Regions from separate parts of the Rattus norvegicus genome. Here region 2 is linked to region 1. The links are chromatin contacts, called in public Hi-C maps. All regions are on one chromosome and are shown on one strand. The core of a region is the stretch at or near the end of the contact, and the rest is flanking DNA. Distances in the headings are between cores, read along the strand shown. Region 1 holds the start of Matn2 (matrilin 2). Region 2 overlaps Matn2 (matrilin 2).

What was found. A called contact is a pair of places that touch in the nucleus more often than the background predicts.
Region 2: a Hi-C map of psoas muscle shows a contact between it and region 1, with 1.5 times the contacts expected there. The contact joins the enhancer-like site here to the promoter of Matn2 in region 1.

What each region holds. Positions count from the first base shown.
Region 1 is chr7:67,378,560-67,382,168 of GRCr8, forward strand. It overlaps Matn2 (matrilin 2), which reads left to right and starts at 1,609. Exons shown (of 19, transcript NM_001427155.1): 1 at 1,609-1,843.
Region 2 is chr7:67,500,667-67,504,275 of GRCr8, forward strand. Matn2 (matrilin 2) reads left to right here. Exons shown (of 19, transcript NM_001427155.1): 9 at 1,347-1,469; 10 at 1,702-1,824. Among named protein-coding and RNA genes, the nearest start is that of Rpl30, 34 kb to the right of the region's middle. Within about 2 kb of position 1,750, at least 4 of the 93 cell types and tissues checked have an H3K27ac peak or open chromatin away from gene starts, as enhancers often do.

The DNA of each region.
Region 1 (3,609 bases), core at 359-2,858:
GTTTAATTGGGGCTGGCTTACAGGTTCAGAGGTTCAGTCCATTATCATCAAGGCAGGAGTGTGGCAGCATCCAGGCAGGCATGGTGCAGGAGGAGCTGAGTTCTACATCTTCACCCAAAAGAAGCCAGGAGCAGACTGAGCATCCCCAGGCAGCTAGGAGGAGGGTCTCCAAGCCCGCCCCCACAGTGACACAATTCCTCCAACAAGGCCACACCTTCTAATAGAGCCACTCCCTGGGCCAGGCACATACAAACCATCACATTCCACTCCCTGGGCCAAGCATATGCAAACCATCACAGTCATCAATGGCCGTAACTGAGATTTTATTTATTCTACTTTACATCTACACACTGTAGCTGTCTTCAGACACACCAAAGGAGGGCATCAGATCTCATTACAGGTGAGCCACCATGTGGTGCTGGGGCTGGAACTCAGGAAGAGCAGTCAAAGATCTTAACCACTGAGAGATCTCTCCAGCTTCATGGCTGAGATTTTAATTATTCTTTGTAGGAATAGGTCTTGCACATGACGTTTTTATTCTAAGATTTGAGACTAGTTAGTTCTGATTTTCTCTGATGGCTTGTTAAAACTTGGACGGGGGTGTGTTGGCTTAGCAATTGGGTGATAAAATTAGGTTGTTTTTGTTTGTTTGTTTTTGTTTTTTAAAGATTTATTTTGTTTATGTGTGCTCTATCTGCATGTACATTTGTATGCCAGAAGAGGGCATCAGATCACATTACAGATGGTTGTGAGACAGGGTGTGGTTGCTGGGGATTGAACACAGGACCTCTGGAAGATCACCCAGTGCTCTTAACCCCTGAGCCATCTCTCCAGTTCCAGAATTAAGGTTTTTATTAGATGTCCGGCCAACTGTAGAGTCCTGTCATCCCAGACTGGTAATCCCAGAGTTTGGGAGTCAGCTCCATTCCCTGCTACTGACCAGGCCTGTTTTCTCTGTCTCTTCTAGGATGACTGCTCTCTCAGGTAATGTTTCTTCTCTTAACAAAGTTATAGAAGCCTCACCCATAATTTCTTGAATCTTGTCTGAACTAGACTCTGTTCCTTCAGGGGAGGAATCGTACCTCTTCATCTTGGCATCTTAATGGCCTTTCCCATCCCAAGGGCTGGTCCAGGGCCAGTGGTTACTAGTAATATGAATTGGAGCTGGTGGGGCGGTCCTAGACTGCCAAGACAACTTCTGGCCCTGTCATCAGTCATCTCAAATCTCACCACTTCTTTCTTCATCATCGTGCTTCCTGGATGCCTTCTGAAGAAAATGATCCTCCATTCAGGTTATCTGACTCCAGCTGTGTCTTCTGTTACCAGGAAACCCTCACCCCACCCCACTCCAGGCCCCAGGCCACAAGCCCCCTAAAGCCTCTAGTTACTCCTATTCTGGAGACCCATCAGTCCCAGCAAGGCTGGGGGTGTACCGGGAGAGTGCGGTTGGCAGCAGGCAGGGAGAGAGGCCAGGGTCCCGAGCTGGGGGGCTGCCTACAGTGTGGGACAGCTCTGGCTGCTGCCTCTCCCCGCCTTCCCCATCCCCAAAGAGGACACCCCTCCTTCCGCCCGCCCGCTTCCAACCCTCACGCGGTACCGCCTCCTCGCGCCGCCCTTGCAGGGAGCCTTGCAGGCAGCCAGCGAGCGCGGAGAGCGCTCTGGAATGGGACTTGAAGGCGGCGGCTTAGGATACGGCGTTGGCGCGGGCTTCTTGGTCGCGTCCCGGGAGCGGTGCCCAAGGAGCTCTGCGGTCCTCTGTGGGGCGAGGCGGCGGACAACGGAGACGGATCCTCACGGCTGCGCCCCTGCTTCACTTCCCCGGTGCTGGTGGCGGTGGCTGCAGGTGAGCGTGGCGTGCTGACCCGGGCTCAGACAGATGACCCACTGACCGACAGATGCACAATCTGTCACGCTCCGGGGGAGCCGCTGTCTCCATGGGAGAGTGGGAGAGGATGGTGGCGCTGCCGGGTGTCCTCGGCTGGGAGAAGTCCCGCCACGCCGGGCTAGACGCGGGACACACGGCATGGCAGTAGTCTACGAGTGCCCCGCGGGGGCGCTGTGCCGCGCTTCAGGGACACTGACCCGCTCCACACTTGTTGAGTGGGGTGGCAATCTTTTCTACCAGGTAGAAAATAACTTGGATCGCCCTATAGACTAGTATCTCAAGACCAGTGACATCTAGATTTCCTTTGCCTTCTCTGTCTAGCTCCGGCTTCCTTGTATTGTGAAAGAGGGATAGGGAAGAGGAACCCATTTTGTGTTGCTGGAAAACTGGAGGCACTTTGGGGAGAGGATAGAAAAATATAGGGACAATCTCTTGTAAGGTCTCCAGGAGTAGGTGTAGGAGATACTCTACAGTAATAACTGCGGCGCTCCCACAAGGCATCTACAGAGTGCCATTCCCCTTAGCCTTTGAAGAATGGACAATGAAGCTGTAAGGTCAAGGACCGAAGCTTGGGAATCAGTAGGCCTCGTTCAAACCCCAGCTGCTAAGTTTACAGGCTGGAGTACTTGAGCATAACCGGCACCACAATGACTCAGTTTTCTCATCCATCTAGAGGGGATTTTAACGCCTACAGGGTTAAATGAGATTTGATGGAAGTATTGAGAATAGTTCTAGAAGTCTCTTACGGCTAGTGAGCTCTGCCACCCACCTTTCCAGAAAAGGAAGGAATCTGTGCGAACATTGAATTCACACCCCCCCTAACTCTAGGCCAGAGCCCTTTGAGGGATGCTCTAAGATGGCAGATAGTTTATATGTGTTAGTGGAGTTTTTGTGCAAAAGTCAATTCTAGCACATTCTCCCTGCCCTCTTTCAAAGTGGTAATTTCACAAAGCCAGTCAAGACACCAAGGTGAGTTTGTGGCTTAGAAGGTTTCCTCTAAGCTTCTGAACTTTATTCTCTTAGAAACTCCACACCAAAGAAGACAAAAGCTGCAGGTTTTCATCTCCTATCTCCCTTCTGTTCCTACTTTTATTCCAGTTGATAGAATTCATTTTCAGACCCCCCAAATCACCAGCCAGATCTTCCCTATAAACCCAGGCTTTTGAGGTCCTGGCTTCCAGAGTCCAGACCCAGGAGGCATGGGGCCTGAAGTTCATTGCTGAGGGTATCATGGCATCCTCTTAGCTAAGACCATCCATGTCTGACAGCAAAAGTCTAGGTGAAAGCTGGATATGGTGTGCACACCTATAATCCCAGCACTTGAAATGTAGAGGCAGGAGGATCAGAAGTTCAAGGTCACCCTTGATTGTATAGTAAGTGGAAAACAAACCTGAACTCCATGGAATCCTTTCTCAAAAAAAAAAAAAAAAAAAAAAAGACATTTGGAAGGAGCCTCAAGATTTCAGGGAAGGTAAAGAGAAAGACAAGGAAGGAGGATGAGCCACTGGACAGTCTGAAAAACAATTTCCAGTTTGCCTAGAAGCAGTTCTTATTGGTAACTAAGAGAAGGCACAGAGATATGGGGGTGGGAAGGAGAGAGGGAGAGAAAACCTGGTCTCAGGGGAAGCTGGGTGAGCGAGTGGTGACCAAGGAGTGAGCAAGGAGGAGCGAGTGCTGGGATTCTACAGTAGAGCTGAGTGGAGAGGTAACACCAGCCAGGCCAG
Region 2 (3,609 bases), core at 500-2,999, 120 kb after region 1:
CTAGGTAAGAGTGGAGATGTGTCACCATGCATTGTGGTCTCAGCACAGGGAGGGTAGAAACAGAACAGTGTAGGCTTGAGTTTTTTCAAAACCCATTTTGATAAAGGTTCTTAAATGCTTCAAGCCCCCTTCTAGCCCACCAAGCAAAGGTAGGGGAGAAGAAAGGTTAATAAGAAACGGGAGAGGTGGAGCTGTTTAGAAGTAGTTCTTTGGGGTGATTCCAAACACAGATCAGTAGCAGCAATCCAGTCCAGTCAGCAAACACCAAACATGAATCAGCAGCAGCGGCTCGATCCAGAGGAAACCACAAGGCTCTGCCACATTAGTACGAGTCCTCTCAAGTGTCAGGAAGCAAGTAGAACACCATGAGAAGCTCTTTGGCTCTTTTCTATGAAGTCAGGACAAGGGAAGATCAGCAGAGACCTGCAAAGCGTTACAAGGCGAGTTACCAGTGGGGGTTTGTTGGGTTCTGCTCATACTCTTCCCAAACATCACAGCGTCCTCTCACATGTCTGCTTCAGCAGAACATCCTCTCATAAGACAGTTTCCAGAAGAGCATCACATGACACAACCGAGTTTCCAAAGAAACCAGAAATTTCCACTTGAGAAAGGCTCCTGTTAGTCAGGCAGTCTAGCCTAACTGTTGGTCTCCAAGCTAGTAAGAGAGTCCCTGTCTAAAGGAGGTGGACTACATTTCCTAAGAATGATAAAGTGGCCCCCACAAGCTCATAATGCGCTGTACCATATGTGAACACACAGAGTCAAGGGAGGCATAGAAAAGAAAAGGGACTGCCATCACCCCAGGGTCACGAGGTCACGGTGCAGAGAGGCTAAGTGTGACCCACATCCATAGCAAGGACGTGGGAATCAGACCTGACCTAGTTTGCTTCTCTGCTGCTGGGATAAACTCCATGGCCAAAAGCAGTTTGTTTCGGTTTACACTTCCAGGTAACAGTGTGTGACTGAGGGAACTGAAGGCAGGAACTGAGGCAGAGACCACAGAGGAGCTCTGCTTACTGCCTTGCAACCAGGCTCACAGTCAGCTTGCTTCCTTATACCACACAGGGCTACATTCCTGGAGGTGACACCATTCACAGTGGGCTCCGATCAGCATCAAGGACACAGCATACACAGGCCACTTTTGGGGAGACAATTTCTCAGTTGAGATTCCCTCATCCCAGACGACTCTAGGTTTGTGTCACTGACATGGAGCAAAGCCGATGTCTCAGCGAGCACAGTACCATCCCCGTGGCTGCTGTTGCCGCCAGGAAGGCTTTGCTTAGCCTTACTCAGTGGCATGTGGGCACCTGAGTTCCTTTGTGTTTTTGGATTTGTGACCGCTGCAGGGGTGGACCACTGTGCACAGCAGGACCATGGCTGTGAGCAGCTGTGCCTGAACACGGAGGAGTCCTTTGTCTGCCAGTGCTCCGAAGGCTTCCTTATTAACGATGACCTCAAGACCTGCTCCAGTGAGTCCCCCTTTCACCTTTCTGCAGGGAAGGGTTCCCAACAGAGTGTATAGACAACGCAGAGAACAGCATGTTCTCCTCTGCCTTTTCTCTCTCCCCCACAGGGAGACTAAGGGGAAATCTGCTGGGGACCACATGTTTTCAAAGGCAGTAAATGTTACTTGTCACCCACCACAACCCAGAAGGCTGGCTGACACAGGCTCAGGAACCTCACTTGGCTTTGGTCTTACAGGGGCAGATTACTGCTTGCTGAGCAACCACGGTTGTGAATACTCCTGTGTCAACACCGACAAGTCCTTTGCCTGCCAATGTCCTGAAGGTCACGTGCTCCGGAGCGACGGGAAGACCTGTGCAAGTGAGTCTCATTATATCTGAGATCCTAGGACAGACAGGCTCAGCACAAGCTCTTATGGGTGCCAGTGGGCTGCTGACATGGGCGTACCTGAGCGTCCTCCCTCAGGCTTCACTGGGATCCTGGTCATGTGTGTGCCTGTATCTCGAAGCCATTGGTGTTCTGCCCAAACTCCTGGAAATGGCCCTGCCTTGCCAGCATTAGAAAATAGGCCCTCGGTTTTGGCATGCTGCGGTGGTTTGAGTTGTGGTTTTTTCGAAGTTAGGTTCAAATTTGGTTGCCATTGTGATACATTGGAGACACGGAGTTTTTCCAAGGTGATTGTGCTGGTGGGACAGATTAATGCCTTTCTTGTGGGAGTGGGCTGACTATGGAGAATGAGTAAGTACAGCACGGGACCAGTCCCTCTGTCCCCACCTCTTTTGTACATAAGTCCTCACTGTGTTTTCCCACGATGAGATGAAGCAGGACGAAGTCCTAACTTCTTAAGCTTCTTTTCTTCCAGGTCATTCTATCCAGGTGCTAGGGTATAATCCAGAGCACAGACTAAGACACTCTCAGCTCTACCCCTAGCCAGTCACCTGCGACCCACAGTACAGAGACTGGCTGACTGCCAGCTGGCTGCATGCCAGGGGCTGAGCACTGTGCTAAGCACATGCTGTCATCATACGCCAGGGACAGACTGATGGCTGCAGCTCAGACTCAGGGAAGAGGCCAAGATGGCCTTCTATTAAGTAGGGTCTCAATCTGTGTGGGACCCCAGTTAGCTCTGAAAGGGAGATATCTGAGAAATCCTTTGCCTTCCCTGAGCCCTGTCTGTCACCTTAGCACAAGGCCAGGTTGGCAGTGACATTATCTAGGTTTATGTTTCCTTATAGCTGGCTTTAACTCCTTTCTCCATTTAAACAAACAACCAAACAATAAGAATCCAGATTCTTTCACTGGGCAGTCGTGGTACATGCTCTATCCCAGCATGAAGGCAGAGGGCAGAGGCAGGAGGATCTCCATGAGTTTGATGCCAGCCTGGTCTACAGAGCCAGTTCCAGGACAGCTAGGGCAACACAAAGAAACCCTCTCTGGAAAAGCCAAAACTATTTGAGGCTCCCTCGTCTCTTCGACTCATGAATGTTGTGCTTTCTGCCCAGCGCTCCTATTTCTACATAGACCAAGATGAAGGGCTTAGAACGGTTTGAGAGAAAGGTTTAAAATAGAAAAATGGAAGCAAAGACCACACATTGCTTTCCCCAGCCTTTCTGGTTGTAGGACCAAGTTCCTTGGCTGCTGGCACAGCTGAGGGTGCCGCGGTCATCCCCCTGCTCTCTGTGTTCCCAGTTCACACGGGCAGATGAGCTGCCTGTACAGCTGTGCAGCCATAACTGCACTTCCTGTGAGGAAATCGTTTCCCAGTTTGGGATGGATTCTTGGATCTTGGCAAGTAGGTTGTCCATGTTGCTGCTTGCTTGTTGATCTCTGCCCGGATGCCTTGCAGCCAACTCTAGTAGGGCCTGAGCACAGGGGGTGTAGGAAAAGGGTGGGTACGTTAAATACCATCTATACTTGCCTGCCTGCCAAAGCCGGATGTGAGGGGATTATGGTGAATACTCCAGCATCTAGGGTTATTTCCCTCCTTTGTTTTCCTCGCTCTGATAAGCAGGAGCCGAGTGTGAGACGATGGCACGACTTCCCGAAGCATATGCAGACCCTTCCTTCATCCTCCTGCCTCTCACCTAATCAGACTTTAGCTTTCACTGCCCTTAAACGTTGCCTGTTGTCTCAGTTAAAGTGTGT